Linked DNA regions of Hordeum vulgare: region 1 is linked to region 2. Evidence: chromatin contacts called from public Hi-C data. All regions are on one chromosome and are shown on one strand. Each heading gives the region's core, a stretch centred on a gene start, on an enhancer-like site or on the middle of the called end of the contact. The rest is flanking DNA. Distances are from core to core; before and after follow the strand shown. Region 1 has its middle 350 kb from the start of LOC123448598. Region 2 holds the start of LOC123448597 (probable protein phosphatase 2C 75).

What was found. A called contact is a pair of places that touch in the nucleus more often than the background predicts.
Region 1: a contact with region 2 is called in a Hi-C map of leaf, with 2.1 times the contacts expected there. The contact joins the enhancer-like site here to the promoter of LOC123448597 in region 2. A contact is called at or near these places in 2 of 6 Hi-C or Micro-C datasets (leaf and seedling).

Annotation. Positions count from the first base shown.
Region 1 is chr4H:348,669,910-348,676,051 of MorexV3_pseudomolecules_assembly, forward strand. No RefSeq gene overlaps it. Among protein-coding and RNA genes, the nearest start is that of LOC123448598, 350 kb to the right of the region's middle. Within about 2 kb of position 1,297, at least 2 of the 3 cell types and tissues checked have open chromatin away from gene starts, as enhancers often do. A contact at or near this core is called in leaf and seedling, where this site is marked.
Region 2 is chr4H:348,219,638-348,226,007 of MorexV3_pseudomolecules_assembly, forward strand. It overlaps LOC123448597 (probable protein phosphatase 2C 75), which reads left to right and starts at 1,284. Exons shown (of 5, transcript XM_045125546.1): 1 at 1,284-1,490; 2 at 2,632-3,003; 3 at 3,094-3,211. The coding sequence starts at 1,299.

The DNA.
Region 1 (6,142 bases), core at 47-2,546, 450 kb after region 2:
GGTGTGTAGACCACTGGACTTGGGAAGTCTGGGGATTCTCGATCTTGATAAGTTTTCCAAAGCACTCAGACTACGATGGCTATGGTTCCAGTGGGTGGACCCCCAAAGGGCTTGGGTTGATTTCGACATTCCTTGCGATGCCGACGACACAGACTTGTTCTACTCCGCGACAACGGTGACCATAGGAGATGGCAAGAAGGCCAGCTTCTGGTTTGCTCCTTGGTTGCAAGGGCAGAAACCAAAAGATGTGGCACCGGACATTTTTGCCCTCTCCAAGCGCAAGAAGACATTCGTGGCATAAGCATTGGCAAACAATGATTGGATTAGCCGCGTCGACATGCAGGGAGGACTGTCTGTTGTCCAAATACAACAATTTGTGAAGTTATGTAGCAAGATCCAGGAGGCCCAAATACAGACGGCCGTGGAGGACACCATTCGATGGAAATTCACGGCGGATGGATGCTATTCCGCCGCCACAGCTTACAGGATGCAATTTGCGGGGTTAATTAAATCAGACATGCCTAGGATGGTATGGAAGTTTTGGGCGCCGCCTAAAATTAAATTCTTCTCATGGCTCATCCTTCAAGACAGAGTGTGGACAGCGGATAGACTAGCCCGTAGAGGATGGCCAAATTGTGGCCTCTGTCAGCTTTGCAAAAGAGAATCGGAAACTGCTACCCATCTCTTTTTTAAATGCCGATACTCGGTCAGGATTTGAAACTCAATCAATGGTTGGCTGGGGATTCCTTCACAGATCAACTCATGGGTAGGTCTCCCGTCTGTCCAGAAGTGCTGGGATGCCGATGGTCCAGCCACCAGCACACGCAAAAAGGCCTTAAAATCCCTGAAGATGCTAATATGCTGGGTAATTTGGAACGAGAGGAATGCGAGGGTATTTCAAAACAAAGCAACCTTGCCTACCCACGTTGTTGCTTCTATTAAGGTTGAGGCACAATTATGGATAAAAGCTGGAGCTAAGTCTCTTGGGAACATTTTTCAGGGAGGTAGTTAACTTGTTTCCTACTTTGGCCTCAGTGGCCATGTAACCACAAATTTGTACTGCTCTCTTCTTAATTAATGCGATGAGGCAAATCTTTTGCCTCCGTTTCAAAAAAAAAAATCATGCCTATACCTGTATGGTGATGCAACATTGTTCTAAGCCCGAACCTGGTCCGAGGAGTGAGTCTTCTCCTTCAACCTTTATTTGGACTCCGCCGCCCACTGGGTTTGTGGCTGTGAACGTCGATGCGGCTTTGTTCCCATCTATTCGGCGGATGGGGATGGGTTTTGTGGCCAGGAACCACCTTGGGGAGTGCCTTTTGGCTGGCAACGCGAAGCTTCAGGGCTTCTCTGAACCCGAGCTGGCTGAGGCACTGGCAATCCGACACGCTCTTGAGGTGTGCCGATCTAAAGGCTGCACGTCAATTCTGTTGGCGTCTGGTTACCTCACCATGGTGAACAAAATCAAGTCCAAGACTCAAGATCGATCGACAGTGGGCACCATCGTCTCGGATATCAACTCTCTTGCATCTGGGTTTTCCTATTGTTCTTTCCTACATGTCAGGCAAGGTATGAATGTAGAGGCACACAAGCTAGCTCATAGCTGTGAGCACTATGTTAATCTTTTTATCGTGGTGTAGTTCTGGATTGTATCAAGAACGATCTCTGTTGTGATGCTCAGTAATCTATGAAGTACTGTAACCTCTTCAGTAATCTATGAAGGATACGTCTTTTCTATCACTTGGTTAAACAACCTTAATTAATATTTCAATTCACTAAAACTTTATTTCTTATAACATAAATTGACTTGTTTTTTCATACATATAATTGTTTTTATTTAAAAATGTAGAATCCCTTCTTAGAACTCACAAAAACTTTATCAAAAACACATGACCACTTCGAAAACAACATAACTTTTTTATAGCATCGACACTTTTATACATTGTAAACGTATAATAGTCTCAAGGGATGAATATTTTATTGAAAGCATGAAAAAATTGAAATCATGTAAGAATTTATCAAAATATAAATATATATACATACATATCTTTTTCATTAATATGAAAACACTTTTTAAAATTGATTGATTTTATTATGATTCATAATTTATTTATTTTGGATTTTTATTAATTTAGTAGTTTTACATCTGATGAAATAATATGTAAATTTCAAAAATATATTTACTTTATTTATATGTATATTACTCAAAATTATAGTTCAATTGTTTTATTTAATTTTAAAAATACTAACCCGTGTTTGCATGTAGAAAAAAGTGGCTCGGAATTGAATCGGACTCGAATACCAAATCCAAGATGGAAAGGAAATGGCCTCCAATTCAAATCATGTTGTTTGGATGTCCTTGGTATTTGTTGTTGGAATCAAAGGCTAGCACCTAATTCCAAATCATGTTTGGATGTGCAAACCATGAAATCACTAACGAAGCAGCCAGATGTGGGGGCGGAGGTGGCGGATACGGCGATGGCGGCGGTGGCCGGATGGCGGTGGCCGGATCCTAGGCGACGGGGCTTCGGGTCTCGCTCGAGGCTCAGGGCAGAGCAGGCACATGCGGGGGCGGAGGTGGCTGGATGCGGGGGTGGAATTGGCCGGATGCGGTGCGGAGGTGGCCGGATGCGACGGCGGTGGCGGGCGAACCCTAGGCCGCGGGTCTTCGGGTCTTGCTCGGGGCTCGGGACGGAGCAGCTATGGCGGGATCGGACGGAGTAGCCGGATGCAGGGGCGGAGGTGGCCGGATGCGACGGTAGCGGAGGTGGCCAGATGCAGGGGCGGGGGTGGCCGGATGCGGCGAGAGAGGTGGTTGGATGCGGCAGCGACGGAGGTGGGGAGCATTGGGTCTCGCATGGGAGCGAAGGGGTATGTGAGGGTGGGGGGCAGAGAACGTTCCGTGCGATTATGAGGTCATAGGCTTGGAAACTTTTCGCATGGGGCGGATGCGTGCGGGACGTGGCTTGGAATTCGACTACGTTTTCATGAACCAATTTTGTAACCATTCCGTACAGTGAAATCGGTTCATAAATTCTAGATTTCCAATTCCGTGTCAGTTTTTCCTACCTCCAAACAAGGTGTAACATGTTGAATATGGGTCGCGCTGAGTGAAGTCCGTTCTAGCCTATGAGTGTGTTCTGCTATAGACATAATGTGTGATAATTCCATGTAAACATGAAATTATAATTGTTGGGGTGGCAGTCTAGCTCGCTTGTTGATCCAAGGTTGCTTGCTCGAATTTCAATGGCCGGATACTTATTTTTACAAGAAACATTTATGTTGTTTAACTGAAGATCTATAAATTATTTCTTTATTGTACTTATAGGATTACTGGGATGGGGTGGCTAGCTGTTCACGCAGGAAATACACGTCCCTTGGTCGAATAACGACCGCTCCATTTTTGTGAGGGTATGTTTTCTAGAATAAGTAAATAAATAAATAAAGACAAACTGATTTCATGTCGAGGGCTTTTTTGTTGAAAAAACGGAGTGATTTTCGCAATAAAAAGCAGGCACACGCCTCAACTTCATTGTGCTGTCACTCACAGTGGTCCTCGCGCCATGCAGGTATGCCTTGTTAATATCGTTGTTGTATACAAACATGATTAGCAATGTATTTGCATGTGAAAGCCAAGTTGCATCACTTCGATGTACACCATAAGTTTTAGCACTAAAGTGACCTTTTACGTCAAGTTCTAGCACCACCGGCTTTTACCATCCGGCTAGCTAGCCGTCCGATTTGATGTTGATGGCTGTTTGATTTCACCAAGGCAAGCAGCTCGTGTCTTCTGTGTGATTCCAATTTAGTTCGACAGACAACATCTTTTGAAAACGGTGAGGTCCTCCGTTACAACAAGAATGATCTGATGTTGTTGCACATGTGCGTTCGCTGACACGCCAGCCCACGACGGCGACAGCGTAGGCGCCGGTATGGACGACCGTCCCGGGTAACTCAAAAGTATGCCCCAAATACCTATTGATTCATCCATCTCAATAGACAGTAGCGTTTCATCTTAACTTAAGTGGCTCAGTTGCAGTTCAAATTAAATAGCGTATCTCTCTTTCACTCTCCAAGTGAGATGGGAGAGTGCAACTAGCTATCTTCTTAAAACATCTAGCTGTAGGCAGTGGCCTTAGGATCATTATTTGTACAGATCGCTAACGCTAGAAGTGAAAAATGACGACGACCACTTAAGAGCAACTCTAGCGGACCGACCCCAAACGGATGGGTCATATGTCCGTTTGGGTCATCGAGCGGACGCTAGTGTTTCTTTTTTCATTTGGATCGACTCTTCAACCAACACAGTCATGTACTCAAAATCTTAAATGCAGATTACAAAAGGAAAAATAGATATTTAATAACCCAAACAACGATGTGGACATTGTGCAAGCTCTCCTCATCGTGTTTCATAGCGAACCGAACATCCCAGTTTGGAGAGTTGGCCGCGTATACAGGGTGCCACCGCTGCTAGGGGTCAGTACCTCCCACCGCCTGCGCACCTCCTCCGCTTGCGCGTGCGCATACCGGGGAACATATGGGGCCGCAACAAACACCAAGAAGATGTGCGCCTTGTCTGTTTCGTGCCCGTGTGAATTCAAATGTGACCCAAATTTCGGTGTAAAATGTGTCTAGACGGACACGTATTAAGTTTGGATCGGTGCATTGGACCGACACTTCTATTCGTTTTGACCCGAATAAACACAGGAAAACGAATTGGGTCGGCTTGTTGGTGCTCTAAGTAGTCCCAAGAGCATCTAGAGTATGACCTAACTAATCCAATCCTCTATACATTCGTGGACGCATTCAGACACATGTGTTAAGAAGATCCGATCAAGTTTTGTTTTGTGTGTGTTACAACCACATATCTTCAATTTTATACCTCAAACTATACTACACCATGCAACTCAAAAGTTACGTACTATTACCTCCGTCTCGAATTATTTGTCTTAAATCTATGTAGATATGAATGTACCTAGACGCATTACATCCATATCTTGATACATCTAAGACAAATAATTCAGAACGTAGGGAGCACTATATAGATAAAACTAACCTAATACTACCCATCGGCATATATGTAGATGACCTCCGTGCTAACAATTCCGACCGGATCTGCCTCCTCTTCGTTGGCTGCCTCCTGCACCGGACCTCTCGGTAACAACGGGTGTCTCTGCATGGGTCCCGCGTGTTAGTCCGATGTGGGGGACGTGACCGGGCTTTCTCATGTCCGCTTTTAATTGGGAAATCCTTCAAATAAGTGGACTGATTATAGCGGCGGACGTCCCCCGTGCACTACACCGTTGGATCAGCCGAGCACCGCATTGTCTGATTCACGTGAGCGTAATTTTATACCGCTACGCACATAGCTGTCAGGTCTATGGTTTATTACGTGAATGATTTTCCTAGGCCTATGAACACAATTGCTTCCTATGTTTCTAAATATAAGACTTTTTAGAAATTTTACTATAGATTACATACAGAGCAAACTGAATGAATGTACATTCCAAGATATAACTACATACATCTGTAGGTAGTTTATAATGAAATCTTTAAAATATCTTATATTTAGAAACAGAGGGAGTATGTGTTTGTTTTCATATGTTTCTTTAGTGCTAACAAGCATGCTAAGCTCATGCATTACGTAGTAAGTAGCTTTTCCTTTCTTTTCGAGGAAGCAATAGCTAATTAGCTTACGAGATCATTATAAAGGGTTTGTTACTACTTAAAAATGATGTCATGTTGTTGCAATCTGGCGCCGCCGCGGTAACTCGGTCACGCATTGCGATAAAGGTTAACTAGCACGTGCACACTTGTTCTAAACTAATGCAACTGCACCAGCTATGCAAGTATAGAAGTAATCTGTAAAATAGAATATAACCTCAAATATTTTAGGCCAACTTTCTTATATAGCATAAAAACTTCATAGGGAAACATTTTAACTAAATATTTTTAGGGTCAGTAGGCATACATACATTAATAAGCATAACAAAAGAAACAATTATGTAGGTGAGCTCATCTTGAATTCTATGTAATTCTATTGCGCGACTCGTGAGGCGTTCATCTGCGTGCAAAGTTTTCACTAGTATAAAAAGGGCTTTTAGCCCCTGTTCGGTTGGGCCATTTGTCCCGGTTCTCGAAC
Region 2 (6,370 bases), core at 34-2,533:
GGACTCCAAGCATTTTTTTTGTATGTGTGCAAGTGTTGTTTATCTTGCTAGCTTGTATACTTTTATTGGTTCGATTAGACCATAGTTCTTAAATAAAAGAAATACTTTTTAAAAGAGCGAAGACGGGGCGAGCATTTGAGGATGAAGAACAGGCATAACTCAAGATATTTCGACTCTCGGCCTTTAGCGGTAAATCCCACCTAGCAATAAAACAAAGTCCAAACCAGAAGGACTACGCACATGAAGACGTGAAACAATCGATCGAGCACCCAAGTTCGTTGAATTGCATTAGCTTGGCGCACATAATATAGGGGTATATTTGACTATGTTTTCCACAAACTAAACATACAATTACTCAAAATTTTGTGTTTCACACTCATATGTTTTATACATTTAATATTGCTATATTATTTTATTTTTTCAATATTTTTGAAGTTCCGTGGCTCAAAGAGTTGTAAGGCCTTCCTTGTTTGGAATTATTTTATAGGATAAGATTTGTATATGACAAATTCTTCCCTTTGGTTTGTAGGAATAGAGTTTCATTCATATAAAGTACTCCCTTCGTCTTAAAATAAATGTTGTTGATTTAGTAGAAAATTTATATTAATTCAACAATAAATTTACAATGTTTATTTTGAAACGGAAGAAGTAATTATTATTCATATCCTCCTTGTTTCAAAGAAAAATAAATATTAGTCTAGAATCAATGAAAAAAATATGATGTGAACTAAAGTTTATTTTTTATATTCATATCCATAGAATTTAAGATGCATATCATGTAATTTTTATAGTCTTTTAATTCCTGTGATATTCCTATGGTATGAGCTAAAAGATGCATAAAAGAATTATTTTCCGGTCCACATAAGGAGCCGACCGATCCGGCCGCCGATCCCCTTGCACCAAACCACGCCGAGCCGCTTGTTCCTCCCCGCGCCATTGCTATTTTTCATTGTCCCCATTTTCGCTGTTGGATTCCCTATTCTTGTCCGATCCCGCCCTCCCTTTTCTACTTTTCTGGTTAGCTCGTGACGTGTCCCCGTTGGCGCTGGTTGGCCCGTCCACGACGCCATCAAAGAACGCCACCGCCCCTCTCGCAAAGATCGAAATCTTGGCAGCCTTGCGTTGCGTTGCGCAGAGGCTGAATCTTTGAGGGTGGCTTGGGCTGTGACCAACGGGGCAAGACGGCGGCGATAACGGCGGCAGCGGTGGCGACGGCGGCGCCGTCGTCGGGTGGTGGGGGAGGGGGCGGTGGAGGCGGGTGCCTGGATTGCCTGCAGGATGTGGTGAGGGCGCTGGCGATGGGGTCCTGCCTGCCGGCAGACCAGCGGCCGATGGAGGTGACGGCACTACCCGGGAAGGTGGGAGGAGGCAGGAGGAGGGGGGAGGAGGCGCCCGGGAGGATTGCTGGGATTGGGACGGGCAATGTGGCTTGCCTCTTCACGCGGCAGGGGAAGAAGGGCACCAACCAAGACGCCATGGTCGCGTGGGAGGTATCTGCACAACAAGATCCCTGTATTTACTGGAGTATATTGCGTTTACAGTTTTTGTGCTTTGAATGCTCATTTCTTCTTCATTTGATTAATGAGCTTTAGTAGTAAAAATAATTTTCTTGGAGTTGAAGTATCGTGAACAATTAGGGGTTGTTTATTTATCAGGCCAGGCAACGTCAACTACTCGAGTTAAAATGATACACTAAATATCAAAATATGAAGTGCCATCAACTCGAGGGGCTTTCACAGGATAAACAAGGCATAATGATCCAACTCGTTTTAGCTAACACGAGACTACATGTCGGCTTGATATTTGAAAATAAACAACTCGACGGCTATGAATGTTGCTCGGAAGATGTTTCTAGCTGTAACTGATGGAGGATTTAGAGCCTGTTTGGTAATCCACCAGCTCTACGAAGTCCTCGGATCTGCGGAGCACCTCTTTCCCCACTCCAATTTTTTTGACTGCAGCTCACTCCGCTCCGCCGACTCCACCGAGTTAATAGTGTTCAGGTCGACTTCTCCTGCTCCAGTAGCAGAGTTGTGGAGTGGAGGGACTCCGAACAGGCTCTTAGTATTGGCCACCATCTATCCCACCTCCATACTTTCATATGAACTATGAAGACTTATTTGTTGGATATGGCAACCATCTTGCATACCCATATGCTGTCTCTTAGTTAAGGGGGTCATTGATTATTATGCGTTTTAGGCCATGAGGTTATGTTCTAGATGAAACTGTCCATGCTCGAAGGAGGCATGCTTGAAAATGCAGGATCAGATAAATGACTCGCCCAGTCAAAGAGTACCCCCTTGAGTGAAAAATTTATTTGAATCCAACAGTTGTGTGCACATCAAAAGATAACAGAATAGTGACCTTTTGTTCTAACTCATTTCACTTCTGACACTCTTTATGAATTAAATCATGCCAATTGTATCGAATGAACTTGTGGAGCCTGGTCTTGTGGCACGACCGACTCCGCAGGTGTGATGGGTGAGCATGCATTGACATCAGGTGGATGTCAACATCGCCGTTGCATTGGTGCTATAGCATTCTCCATTAAATAATATAGATACTTGACAAATGCATATTTATGTCTGCCTCATTTTCTTGCTCTTGGATGCCTTGGGGCATGATATACAGAACTTCAATGGGAGATCAGACACAGTATTTTGTGGAGTTTTTGATGGTCATGGTCCACATGGCCATCTCGTCGCGCGGAAAGTAAGAGATACTCTCCCTTTGAAGCTGTGTGATTTGATATATGATGACTATGGAGCGAGCCCAATCAGCAATTCAGATGGATCAGTTTTAGAAGAGAGTTTATCTCCATACCCAGATGCAGGGGACAAGTCTCCCACATTCACTGCACAGAAAGAAGAACATCTAGAATTCTTTGACTCAATGAAAGAGTCTTTCCGAAAAGCTTTTAGAGTTATGGATAAGGAGCTTAAATTACATCGGAACATAGATAGCATTTGCAGTGGAACTACCGCAGTTACTTTAATTAAACAGGTATACAGTGGAACTTATTCTTTAAACAGCTTTAATTACTCAAAAATTCCAGGTATGAGCAATTGATTTTTTTTCCCTCTATACCATCAGGGTCAGGATCTTTTTGTCGGGAATCTAGGTGACTCTAGAGCTGTATTAGGCACTAGAGATCAGAACGGTCATTTGGTTGCCCATCAGTTGACAGTTGACCTGAAACCTGATCATCCAAGTAAATATCTTTCACTCTCAAATTTAAATTAATGAATCTTCTGTATTATATCTCTTCTGTTTAATGTGTTGGCTTAATCCTACTAATTGTGACTGTTTATGTGATGCCATGAATTGAACGGTTCTTTTCTGTTGCTGCTGAGTTGGTACATTCTTGCTCATTTTCTCAGAGCAAGAATGTATGTTATCTCTTCCTTGTCTCCAATCATTTTATATATGTTTATATTTCTAAGATTTGAAGAGTGAGGACTTAGAATTTTCACCCTGTTCTTGCTGATAACCATGGTAGTAACTTCACTACATTATTCTTACTGCAGAAACAAAAGTTGGAAATAAAGCAGTTTTTTTTAAGTTGTGGAAAACGTATATATTATGTTTGACATGATGGATATGGTACAATCATCTTTATTTGTATGCAAATGATAAACATTTGATTCACAGCTACACCTGAGAGGCCTTTAGATTGTGCTAATTCCCATCTATGGTTTACCATCCATAGACCCCAGATCGCAGCTACACTTTGTGTTTTTTCAAGGCCCACCACATGACATTCTGCGGTATCTTATCGTAGGCCTTCTCGGAGTCAATGAACACCATAAGCATGTCCTTTTGCTCCTTATATCTCTCGACAAGTTGTCGTACCAAGAAAATAGCTTCCACGGTCGACCTCCAAGGCATGAAACCAAACAAATTTTTGGTCACGCTTGTCATTCTTCTTAAGCGGTGCTCAATGACTCTCCCATAGCTTCATTGTATGGCTCATCAGCTTAGTTGCATGGTAACCAATACAACTTTGAACTTCCCCCTTGTTCTTGAAGATTGGTACTAATATACTCTGCCCCCATTCTTCTGGCACCTTGTTTTGCCGAAAAATGAGGTTGAAAAGCTTAGTTGGCCATACTATCGCTATGTCTCCAAGGCCTCTCCACGCCTCAATGGGGATACAATCAGGGCCCATTGCCTTGCCTCCTTTCATCCTTTTTAAAGCCTCCCTGACCTCAGGCTCCTGGATTCGTCGCACAAAACGCTTGTTGGTATCATCAAAGGAGTCATCTAACTCAATGGTAGAGCTTTTATTGTCTCCATTGAATAGCTAGTCGAAGTACTACCGCCATATATGCTTAATCTCCTCGTCCTTCACCGGGAGCTGATTTGCTCCATCCTTGATGCATTTGACTTGGTTGACATACCTTGTCTTCCTCTCTCGAATCTTGGCCATCTTCTTACAGGTGCCCCTTACGCCTTCATTCGTGCCTTAGTATTGGTAGAGGTCCCCGCACGCCCGATCCCTTGCTTCACTCACAGCTTGCTTTGCGGCATTCTTTGCCACCTTGTACTTCTCTATGTTGTCTGCACTCCTAACAAGGAGTAGGCGTCTTAAACAGTCTTCCTTCTCCTTAATAGCCTTCTGGACATCATCCTACCACCACTAGGTATCTTTGGTTGGCTTATACTTCCCCTATTCACTCCAAACTCCTATGAAGCCACCTTACGATTGCAAGTTGCCATCTTCATCCACCTATTGTTTGCATCACCTCCTTCCTCCTCCTTAATGACCCTCACCTTGAAAGCTTGAGCTGCCTCCCCCTTAAGCTTCCACCACTTCGTTCTAGCGACGTTGGCATGCTTATCCTGCTGGACACGAATCCAAAAGCGGAAGTCAGCCACCACAAACTTATGTAGAGGGACAACACTCTCTCCAGGTATCACCTGACAATCTAGGCAAGCACGCCTGTCTTCTCTTCGCGAGAGGACACAATCAATCAAGCTAGTGTGTTGACAACTACTAAAAGTCACCAGATGCCATTCTCTCCTTTTAAAGAAGGTGTTAGCTACTATCATGTCGTAGGCTAGAGCAAAGCTTAGACATCTTCTCCTTCTTGATCCTGATGCCATAGCCAAAGCCCCCATGCACCCCTTCAAAACTTGTGTTAGATGTACCCACGTGTCCCATTGAGGTCTCCTCCTATGAAGAGCTTCTCGCCAATGGTCTGTGTACCACAACTTGAAGCCGGTGTCCTCCACCTCCTTCGCCTTCTGTCCCCTCCATTTGGTTTCTTGGACGAAAATTATATCAACACTTCTCCTCCCTGTTGTATCAACTAGCTCTCGTAACTTACCTGTTAGGGCCCTATGTTCCAGCTACCTAAGCGGATCCTACTAGGCTTGGCTAGCTTCCTTACCCTTCACACACATCGAGTCCAACTAAAAACTAGTAGTACATAACCCTAGGAGTACGAAAAAATAGTCATGTATATATAAATATAATTAACACAGAGACTCAGACACACACAGGCACACACATATCTCTGAACTAATTTTTGACTCCTGGCAGTATGTACTCCCATATTCAATATACCTCCCAAACAAATCTATCATACCTCTTTATCATTCTTAATGTACCTTATTAATTATTCTAAGATCCTCAATACAAGTTTTACAAAAATATATCATCGCAGCCCTTAGTTTGAATAATATACCATTTTTACGTTAAAAACAGTTTATGTGCAGATGATATGAAATTTATGGTCTCAAATGAAAATTTTCTTGTATCTTTGGAGCATCCAGTAATTGTTAATGAAGTATATTAAAAATATAAAGAGATATAATCGATTCATCTATGTGATATGTCAGGAGTGGTACTCCCAGGATTATAGAATCATTTTATATAGGGATCCCTTTTATATATACACTATAGCTAGTAGCCCTTGGTTTTCATCAAGATGTGTGCGAGAAATTACTGGAGTAGTGGTCACTTGTCTTACTCAGTAAGTTGAGCATCTGCCTTTCTGATCATGTCCACAAACTTTCCTAATCATGGAAATTATATGCTTCATAATTAGAATTACAGGCACCATGGTGTATATATTCACACTTTTTTCAGTTTGCTTTTTACCGATATGGTTTGACCTTTGTGCCATATGGTTTTTGATCTACTAATGTGCCGTGCGGATTCATTACCCAGAAAACAGTTTCCATCGGGACAATTGCTGGTCCTCTCTAGCTGCATTTATGAAAGTTATTTTATTTGTCAGTGTGGGACATGTAGCTAGGTGAACGCACCATTTTCTCTAGTAGATTAGTCTATTAGTGTCTGTTCAAACTAAAAACAAGTTCCCTTCTGAGCCTGTCTCCTAAAAAAGTCTGTTCCTACTGTCGT